Regions from separate parts of the Larimichthys crocea genome. Here region 2 is linked to region 1. Evidence: chromatin contacts called from public Hi-C data. All regions are on one chromosome and are shown on one strand. Each heading gives the region's core, a stretch centred on a gene start, on an enhancer-like site or on the middle of the called end of the contact. The rest is flanking DNA. Distances are from core to core; before and after follow the strand shown. Region 1 holds the start of ccnl1a (cyclin L1a). Region 2 holds the start of ssr3 (signal sequence receptor, gamma).

The links. Hi-C and Micro-C count contacts between places; a contact is called where the count stands out from the background.
Region 2: a Hi-C map of muscle shows a contact between it and region 1, with 5 times the contacts expected there. The contact joins the promoter of ssr3 here to the promoter of ccnl1a in region 1. A contact is called at or near these places in 5 of 7 Hi-C or Micro-C datasets (all in muscle).

What each region holds. Positions count from the first base shown.
Region 1 is chrVII:10,639,020-10,644,833 of L_crocea_2.0, reverse strand. It overlaps ccnl1a (cyclin L1a), which reads left to right and starts at 3,151. Exons shown (of 10, transcript XM_010737354.3): 1 at 3,151-3,483; 2 at 3,719-3,793; 3 at 4,874-4,983. The coding sequence starts at 3,244. It overlaps lekr1 (Leucine-, glutamate- and lysine-rich protein 1), which reads left to right. Exons shown (of 13, transcript XM_019278971.2): 13 at 1,958-2,570. The coding sequence ends at 1,960.
Region 2 is chrVII:10,784,549-10,789,937 of L_crocea_2.0, reverse strand. ssr3 (signal sequence receptor, gamma) reads right to left here and starts at 1,958. Exons shown (of 5, transcript XM_010737351.3): 1 at 1,702-1,958; 2 at 1,140-1,266; 3 at 842-940; 4 at 265-396. The coding sequence starts at 1,834.

The sequences.
Region 1 (5,814 bases), core at 1,902-4,401:
TGCCAAATGCCCACATGCACAAACAATCATACGTGTGCACACACATGCCATGCATACACATTTTGAGTGTGATCTCCTTCACAGTAATTATCATAGCAGGGCAGGCATGCACACGTGTCCCTGGGGAATCTGTGCAAGTTCCCCGTAAACACACGCTCCTGGGTTTGGCGTGTGTGTATAACTAAGCCCTTGTTCGTCACTGGGCGTCCCTGAACGCCTCTCTCCTGCGTCGTTATGGTCGTTCCGGAATTCTGTCGTCCCGTGAGCCCTCCCACACCCTATAATTAGTGTCACCCAGGCAACCGGAGAAAGAATGCTCAGTATTCTTGTCGTCGTGGTAACTGCGTAAGTGCGAGGGCCGGAGGTGCTGGTTGTAGGTGTTGGTTAATGACGGGGACAATGAGACCTCAGTCTGCCACCTCTTGTGGTGTATTAGTAAAACTGAGGAGGTAAATCTGTGTGTGTAGGTCTGTGTAGGGGTGTGTGTGTGTGTGTGTGTGTGTAGGTGTGTGTAGGTGTGTTTGCGTGTGTGTGTACACCACACAGAGTCTCAAACATGTTAGGCTTTGTTTACATTATTACAGTTGGACACTCACATGCAAATATACAGTATATAACCTCAGGAAATAATTGCAGGATTAAACTGTTAGTGGGACAGGGGGCAATGATTTGCCCTTGGGCTCCTACTGAACCCCCCATTTCCTCCCTCTGTGAGTCGTGTATGTACCCCGCTGTCCACATGTACGCTGCAGACAGCAGACTAAACGTGGAAACTTCACTGTATTTACCTGCAGACCTGGAAAAAACCCTTAGCTCTTGTTGCTGGAAAACTACATTTGGTTTGTGGTAATTTGACTAAAAAAGGAATTTTGTTTAGGAATATACACAATGTGAGCATGATGTAAACCAGTTTAATGGGTCAGAAGATACATCTGATGGGTTACTTGATGGAAAAGGTTTAAAAAAACATTGTTTTTAATTCATCTTCATGCTTTTGGTGAAATTATATATATACTGTATATATTATATAAATTTCAGTTAAACAATCTGACACATTTAGAGAGGAAAACCAGCCCTTGGTGGACAAACTGTGATGAAAGGTTGCAAGTAGACACTGCATCTTATTCAGATGCAGTATTTATAGATATATAGTAAATTAATTAATAAGTCTTAGAATATGATTTTGACCTGGGCCCCTTCTACAGAACAGGCAGACAGGGCCTCAAAATTATGCAATAATGCAGGATCTGCCACAGATTATAATTTATTTGAGTAGTGGAAACTCACAGAAACACACAAGCAGAACAACACACACACACACACACACACACACACACACACACACACACACACACACACACACACACACATATATACTTGCAGCAGTACAGGCCCATAAGCCAATAAGTTGGCAGTAAAGGCAGTATATTTAAACATTGCAGTCAACTGCACTGCAGCATCAGGTTGTTGGATATGGTACAATGTCAGGTCCTCTAAGAATAAACTCTATAACCTCAGGGAGCCCAGGGCTTCACTTGGTGCACCCAATTTTTAGAAACCTTAACCTGCGTGTCTCTAGTTCTCTCTGCTGTCCATTTGTAGTTACTACAAGGCTTCAGGCTATAAAATCACAGGAGCTGTGCCAGCGAGTGAACACAATGTTCCTTTTCCTAACTATTCATATGGAGCTGCACCTTCTTTAACACAATAAATGCCAGTTTCAAATTAAGTTCTGAATTTGTCTGACACATTCATTCCTGTTCTTACCTGAGTGCTATAAATGTATATAAACAATTAAATACAAATGTATTATTGTAAGGTTTCTGTATCGGTACAGTCTGTGTAAATTAGTCACACAAACACTGATTTCTTAATCAAATTGATTAAATTGCTGTATTTCTTTTTTTTTTCTTTTTCTTTTTTTTTTTAAATTAATTGGCGGATGGATATGTTCCAGTGATGTTGGTGAGAAGTCCGGACTTTCCCGTAAACTACGTCACAGGAACCGTTGGTGGTGAGTCGCTTCCCTGTGCTGCCTTCGGGCGATGTCGGAAATACAACGATGACTCAGACCGCCGTGTTGCGAAACCTGGTGCGACGTGCAGTGCTATAATTAATGGTAAAACCGAGCCTTGTATAATAACTAATCCACATTTCCCAGATGGCTGCAAGATCGGATTGTCTGTAATGTTTGACAATAATAAGTTGATCAAGAACTAATGTTTTAGGGCGTATTTGTCATTTTTTAAATACTTTTAAAGTTAGAAAACTGGGCTTTACGTGTGGCTCTTGAAGGAAGCATGACACGATTTTCCATTTAAATAAAAAGGAAAACAAATAAATATCACGCCAATTGTTCTGTGTATTAACTATTTATTTGTTTAATACGTAATTTTATTTAGAGTCTACAGTTTAAATCTGGTGACAGTTTAGATGAAGGAGTAAAAAATAAGAAAGGGTAAATGAGTGACCAATTAATAAAGAAATGTGAATTTTAATATATATTAAATTTCTGTACCGTTTGTGAACACTGTGGGGTCCCTGAGCAGCTCCTTCAGCAGCAGACTGTTACACCACCACCTCATCCCTGCTGCTGTCACACTTTACAACACCTGCACCACCTGATCATGTTGTAGTCTCCTGTTCATGTCTCATTGCATTTTTTTTTTCTATTTTATTTCCTTGCAGTTACTATTTATATCATGGTCACTTACTCTTGTAATATTATTTATGTTATGGTCACTACTCTTGCAATAATATTATTATTTATATCATGGTCAGTTTCTTTGCTATATTTTCTTACACTATGGTCACTTTACATTACAATACTCTTTTTATATATCATGCCACTTTTATCCTCAGTATTTGTCTGTTTTTCGTGTTTATTGTGTATGTTATAGACATTTCTGTATGTTTAATGTGTTTTTTGTTGTTGTTGTTTTTTGCCTTTTCTACTTTTTTTTCTAATTCTGTAGTGTACTTTCCTCTGCTGCTGTAACAAATACATTTCCCCGTGGTGGGATAAATAAAGCATATCTAATCTAATCTAATCTAATCTAATCTAATCTAATGTAGTTTTTGGTCAGTCAACACTGCGAAACTATTTGCCGCCGCGGATGTGCACAGACGTTTGCGTGTCGACAGGATGGTGACGTCACGCACTTTGTCAGTCACCGCCGTCGTTCCGTCGAGGCTGCCCGAGCTCTAACTGTTAACTGCTGTGTGTGTTTTTCTCGGGTGAAGATGGCCGCAGGTCCTCTGTCTGTATCCTCTAACGCGTCCACAAACAACGATGGCATTCTCATCGGTGACAAAGTTTACTCGGAAGTGTACCTCACGATCGATAACTCGCTCATACCGGAGGAAAGGCTATCTCCGACGCCGTCGATGCTCGACGGCCTCGACCTGAACACGGAGACCGACCTTCGCATCCTTGGATGTGAGCTGATCCAATCGGCGGGCATTCTGCTCCGGTTACCTCAAGTAAGTCAAGCAACAACATATAATAAATGTTTTAAATTCACAACGAGCAAAAGCTGCTATGTTTTTTTTTTTTAAACCACAACACCGCACCGCCTGGCTGTTAGCCGCGTGCTAATGTTAGCTCTTTGACGTTGGCGTGGTGGAGTTAAAATGGCGGCCGGTCCATTGTGCAAGGTTAGGCCAGCTCAGACGAGACGAGAGAACAAACTGCAAACCGCTGTGTTTGTCTCCACAGGTGGCGATGGCGACGGGACAGGTGCTGTTTCATCGGTTTTTCTACTCCAAGTCCTTCGTCAAACACAGCTTCGAGGTAAGTCGGAGCCGGTTTCTGGGTCATTGTCAGGCCGCTGAGTGTTAGCATAGCTTAGCCTAACGTAGTGGGTACGTTGACGGCAGCCATGTTGTCGATACGGCTCAGTCTGAAGTGTTGTGGAGACAAAGCGCGGAGCACAGACAGCACTGTGTCTGAGTCCACGGATAAAACGAGTCAACACATCACACACACGTGTTTATAACACAGCATGTCAGGCTGTAACTCATCAATACTTATGATTAATCCTTATAAATCAGTCTATTAATAACATTAATATGTAGCCTTAGTCTTAAAAGTGTTGGTCTATGGCAAGAATGAGAATCTATTTATGTTACATTACGCATATATTTATCTTGTGATTTGCCAGCAGGGTGCAGAAACCATGTATAAAATTAACATTGCTATAAAGGGTCTTTAATGCCATCACTATCTCAAAGTCCACGCCAGATCACACATGAGTATTTATAACATAGCGTGTCTGTCTTTTATATCGGGCTGTAACTTATCAATAATAGTAATACATTTGATTTAAAAGTGCTTTTCAAAGTACTCAAAGACGCTTTACATAAGAACATCGAGTCATCAAAACAATACGAGAGAGTTCACTAGAAACACAACAGACTGAGCTGAGGCGATTTTAAAAAAGGTGTGTTTTTGTTAGAGAATTGAAGGTGCGGAAGTCAGGACAGTCGCGGATGTGTTATTAGTACTAATGATTCATCTTTATTACGTCAGTCTATTCATAACATTATTGTACAGCCTTAATCTGGTGTCTAGTTTATCAACTTAAAAGTGTTGGTCTCTAGCAAGAATGTGGCTGAAATCTGAGGTTACATTACACATTTATCTTGTGAGTTGTCAACAGGTGCAGGTGCAGAAACCATGTATAAAATTACTTAATTCTCACACAGTGGCCTCATTTTTCTAGAGATATAGGACTCTTGGCTGTTTGTCCTCTTGTTGTATATTTTTTTAATACTGTCATATGTGGGCACCGTGTCTCTGGTCTCCAGTTATTGAACTCTTTCTTCCCACTTTTTTTCTTTCTTTCTTTTGCTTCATCCACCTTCTCTCCAGATTGTTGCCATGGCTTGTATCAACTTGGCCTCCAAGATCGAAGAAGCGCCGCGACGAATACGAGACGTCATCAACGTTTTCCACCACCTGAGGCAGATCAGAGGCAAAAAGTAAGCACTGACATTGAACTCTGTCCTCCCTTTTTTTAATGCAAATAATGTTTTTGTTTTTTTTGTCACATGCAACATGTTGCATTGCTTTTTGGTTTTGTTCAATATGATGTCGATGTGTTTTTTTGCTGTGAAAGTGCTCTTCTGTTTATCCATGTACTCTAAACCATTTTAAAACTTTTCAGTTTCCGCTTCACTGGTAGTTTCAGAAGTGTAATTGTCTACGTAAAACATCTGAGTTTGACGTTACACTGAAAATTAGATCTCAACAAACTCACTTTAAGATTTGGAGTGCATATTAAAAAAGTGTAAGGCAAGGCACAACTTCTTAATTTGTGCCCTTTGTCTTCATAGAAATCTGTACATGTCCGTACTACAGGCCTTGGCATTAACTTGGCTTCTTTTTTCCCTTGCAACCAACTAACAGCGACCAGCTACATTTACCAAAGCCTGGGTGATGTGGAATGGTACGTAAGATGAAGCAGTCGGCATGACAACCATGATGCAAGGGGGTCTCTCCTCCCCCCAGGGCCACCCCACCCCCTCCTGTGGGAGAAGCCCGTGGTCTGAGCCACCGCGGGGCACTGGGATCGGGGATGACAGGTTGGCCGAAGGTCCTTGGCCCCCGGGGCGTCTTGAGGACTCCTGTGGTTCAATCTTAAGCTTTGGGTATCTGTCCGTCAATCTGCGGACCATTGGGTAATGTAGTTTTCTTCTCTGACTGCTCCTCACCATGCATTTTGTTTGTGCTTCAAGAGCAAAACCCCATTCACCAACTGTTACCATGGCTTTTATAGAAATATCACCTTACTCATTGAAGGTAGAATAGTT
Region 2 (5,389 bases), core at 709-3,208, 150 kb before region 1:
GTTAAGGTAAACACAAGCATCAGCAGAGCGATAAATGACACCTTATAAAATGTATTCAGCTGAGATTTCGAAGGGATTTGTGTGTGCATCAACCTTCAACTGAGCAGAATGAATGAATATTCTCATACAGCTCAGGTATAATCAAAAAACTTGACTGCACTCATGCCATTTTAAGACCGATGCCGTATAAAAATAAGTATTTAATAACTGATAATTGTAAATATCCGAGTGCTGTTGACATGTACAGTCTGATGTAAAGGATACACAGTGGGGTTGAAGTTCTTGAGCAGGAAGAAGGAGGCGACGATGACGAGGACCAGGAAGAGAGTGTTGTTGTAGAAGATGGAGAAGGTGGTGGCTTCGTAGTCAGCGACCTCGTTCTTCTTCCACAGGATCCTGGACAAACGGAGGAAAACACAATGTCAGTCACCTTTGTGGTCATGTAAAAAATAAAAGGACTGTACGGAGACTCTGCAGAGAAGCCACCACTTACACTGATTCAACATTTTTATTCTAGAAAAAGTCAAAAGATGACTGTCGAGTCTGTCAACTCAAAGCCTCTTAACTGGGACACTGCATCCAGATAGAAGGTGTAAAGGTAATATTTTGCTGGGGTGATCCTGGTTGGAGTTGATCGGTTAACTGAGTCAGCATCTGTCGTATCCTGTACTATGTGAAGTATCTTACTGACTGCTTTCACACACACCAGCACTACATCTATGCTTTCTGCACATTCATGTCTGACACACTGCACTGAAAACACCCTTAATTTGTCAAACCAAAAGTGTAAACACCCAGCATCCAACAGGCTACACTGAGGTAAAAGATACGCGTGTTTCACCTCTCGTCTTTCTCCTTGCGAGACATCTTGCGGTTGTCTGCCTCAGACAGCTTCCTGGTTACCTCCTTGGAAACAGCATCTTCACGTTTCTGGGCAACTCTGCAGGACGAAGAGAGATCGCAAACATGACGAGTCAGCGAAAGACGACAAACAGAAATTGACGAGATGAACCACTCATGTATTTGAAACAACAAATGAGCCATTACATTTATTTTACACGGTGCTATCAGCAGTGTGACGCGACGTATGTGCAGCCTTGATCCAACTAATGTACAGCGAAGAGAAACGCGGTTCTTACTTGTGTTTGAGAACAAACTTGACGTTCTTGTAGGCGAAGGCCACCAGGTAGGTGCTGACCAGGGTCATCACGGCGTACAGGACCGCAGACTGGACAAGGTCCATGTGCCAGATCCTCCAAAACAGCCCTGGGAAAAGATGAGAGTCAATCACTACTGATGATAACAGTGAACATGCAGTATGTTTACATTTACATTTAGCTGACGCCTTTAAACAAAGCTACTCTGGGGTTCAGTATGTTGCTCAAGGACACTGGATGAGTCGGGGATCGAACCACCGACCATCTGATTAGTGGACGACCTGAGCCACAGCTACACAGCCCTTATGTCGGTTATGTACATGTTGTAAACCAGGTTCATCCTGTGTTTTCTATGCTGCTACTCCCAGTTACAGATACTCTTTGTTACTATTAACCAAACCTGCACTTACAGTAACTTAGCCACACTTTATTTTTACTTTAGCACATCACATTACTGTGTTTTTATGTTTAAAAAGTGACAGACACACAGGTGAGTGAGTCTGAATGAATCAGTGTGAGCTAGCAGCAGCTAGCTGGTACTCACAGATGGGGATGGCGGACACGATGAGCGCGTTCCCGTAAAACAGCGCGGTGGACTTGGCCGAGAGGTTTCTGCTGAAGTCCTGGAGGAGGAGGTCTTCCTCCGACTGCTGCTTGTTGCTGCCTTTGGGAGCCATGTCTGCGGATTGACCGGCGTGTCTGCTGCTGTTGCTGCTGCTCAGCTCTGGACACAAGAAGACTGACACGTCGGTGTACGGAGAGAAGAGGGACGCGTCAGCACTAACCCGGACATACGCCGAGCGGCTTCTTCTTCTGTGGAGACGCTGCAGCTCACTGCTGCCCTCCCCCCGCAGGAGGACAAAGACACTGCAGCACAGTTTGGCTTCATTCACTGTAAAGGTCAGCTCACTGTTATATTTATATTATTATATTATTATATATGCCTATTTAACGTTTACCCTGATATAGTAGAGCTTTTCCACAGCAATCATTTTGCTGATCACAAGTGTTTCCAATGATACTGATTAAGGTTTAGGGCGCTGCACGCTTTTATTTTTATACTTTTATTTGTCATCCTCACAGGGGCGCCGCCAGGAATTCTGGGCCCCATGACAAAAAAATCCAATTGGGCCCCCTCCTCTCTGCGCAGCTGTTGTCACCACATCTCTAGGATCTAGTGATCCCATCAAAAGCTTTACATAACTCTAATTAAAGGCTTTTGCATCTTGTAGTTCAATACTAGTACTAGCACAATATTTACTGCTGGTGATTTGTACATGCATGCAAGTCTGCACACAGTCTGCAGTGCAGTTCACTATTCGATGCAAGATTAAAAACCACCATAAAAATGTGCTAAAGGGCATTTTTATTTAACGTTTTACTGGCCCAAAACACGTAAAAACAAAGAGATAATTCATTTCATTATTATATTGAAATATATATTAGATTAGATAGATTGGTGTTTACCTATTTTTTGGAGCCCCTGTCAGTCGTGGGCCCTTGGAATTGTCCCAACTTTTCCCCCCTATACGACGCCCCTGCGTCCTCACTGAAAACATTCTGAAGTGAAAACATGTTGTTTAATTTAAAGTCAAGTCAGTTTTAAGGGAGCGGGTGGTGCTAATCAGGGGCGCCACCAGGGATTTTGGACCCCATTAAAAGATATCACACTGGGTCCCACCATCACACACAGGCAACGCCAACCATGTGCAGTTTCTGTAACCACACCTCTACCTGTGAAGGCTTCAACTCTTTTATATAGTCCGATACTAACTGTACAATATATATCACTGTGTAGACATACAGGAAACATTCTGCATACAGATAAAGTGTTTGTTTGATTATAAATTAAATATTCCATTAAAATCCATAAATGATATGTTAATAAAAAATAAACTAATGTTCTAATATTTTTTCAGGGCCCCTGTCAGTCACAGGCCCTCAGAATCATCCTAACTTTTCACCCCCTAATGGTGCCCCTGGTGCTAATGACCAGTTGTCAGAAAAACCTATGAAAACTGTTAGCGTGTTGTAAAAGTCCCACATTTGACACTTTTCTGGTGTTTCATTTGAAGTTTTTTGATACACAGTAGAAGATATATTTGTGCCAAAATCTCAATATGGTTTTTACATCTGTTCACATTTCTCCAGCAAAGCTACAACAAGAGTGTTTTGTGTTATGTTGTATTTTTTTTGTTTTCTGAGTGGCACATGGCTTTGCAGTAGACTGCAGCCTACCTGGGCCGGTACAGGTGGCCTTGCAGAGGGCAGTGACTGTAGAGCTGTGACATCACAAACTTACCAACGGTAAGTTGGTTTAAAGGCACAATTTCTAAATACGGGTTGTGTGCATCGACCAAGTGTTTTGATACATACTATGTAATTATTTATATAGCACCTAGATCTACTTTAATTTAAAAAAAAGGAACACAATATGGGCCTCTAACATATAATCTGTTTTTATGTAATATGGGTGACACTGCCCTTTAAATGATTATTTTTCTATATTACGGTGGGTTAGTTGCCGCCTACTTCCCAACTTTATTTTTTTTGTTCCTTTTTTTACGATGTATTTTTGCCAACAGTTATGCCCCTATACACACTGTACAATGCGTCTACATACAAATGTGCTATAGATATTGTAACATAGGTTGTGATTGTGATATAAACTGATATTCAAGTGCAAGAACATCTTGGGGGTTCAACAAAAATACATGTAAAAAAAAGTAATAAAGAGACAAAGGGTGAGGAGTGATACAAATGCGGCTGCAATCAACATCAATTGGGCTGTTCCTCTTTTCTGTACTTTTCTTACTTCTTCACGAATGCCCAACCACATCCCATTACAGTCACATCAGCACATTTATTTTAACATGCTATACCAGTCTTTACTTTTACTTTGGTAAAATACTTTTTATGGTACTACTGTACAGGAATTTCCCTGCCTTCCTCAACCAGTTTCTCATTCACTGCTTTCCTCCTGGGTACCGATGTGAATATTTCATGTCATTGCAGCAGCTTATCGTGTAATGAAATGAAACACAGATGCTGATGTATGAAAAATCTAAAAATTGTTTTACGAAAGCTCCAGCAGCAGAGTTTGAAGTACTTGCAGGATTCACATTTTGCCCACTAGAGGTCAACATCTACATGTCTGTACACGTCGGGTTAGATATGCAGTTGACACACATTTCCCAAGGGACTGGCAAAGAGTGCAACAGCAGATCTGAAGGTTTTAAATCACAAGGATCACATACAATCAAGGAGAGTATGGTCATGGCCTCGTAGTGCTTATAGTGCCAAGTATTTATGTAGTGTTTCAGGATTTTTAAAGATCAGTTACATTGTGTAGAGAGGTGGATAGAGATTTGAGTTACTTATTGAGAAACTGAACTTTCAGCCCTACAGCAAAAAGTTTGGACTGACTAGAGCAACTTCTTAGAAGATAAAGAGATAAGATATGACTCCCAAGACAACAAATGAAATCTCAATCTTCATAAACAGGTGAGACTTCTCTACCCTAGAGGCCTAAGTCTTGGCCTGCTGCAGAACTCCTGCCTTCGAGTGCACGCACATATATCCTCATCTGACAAACATGCCCTAGTCCACGGTGTACATGAGTGTGATCCCACAGCTGCAGATGCATAACCCATTAGTAGAGCATGAGCATCCCTTCTATTCCTTATCTCATCCTTACCCTGTCACATGCCTGCCACTGGAGACATTTTAAGGCCAGGGAAAAACCAGACAGATAATACTCCTGCTGCTGCTGTCACCACAGTGCTTCCCCCCCCACGCTGAGCTGTTCTCTGTCTTTCCTTGAGTTTGCAAGAGCAAACAGCATGTGCGTGTGATTGAGTGCATGGGTTTGTGTGTGAGTGTTAGAATGCAATGCAGACAGGCAGGTTTGCATGATGTCCCCGTCTTAAAACGGGGATAGAGCTTAGGGATTAAGCGTGCACTTCAGGAGGGAGAAGGGAGGAGGTGATGCCAAAAGGCTTGCCAACATAATGCCAGGCTAGGCTGGTGATCTCTCTCTCTCTCTCTCTCGCTGTCTCTCTCTCTCTCCCTTCTGTGTAAGTGTGTGTGTTTGTGCCAGATTACTCTGGCTTTTGTGATACCACAGACATAACCACAGGGGCACACGCACACACTCTGGTACACACACTGGCACACAGTGGGCTCCTCTAGGGCAGCGTGCCTGGCAGTGGTGGTGTGTTTTAGCTCACTAT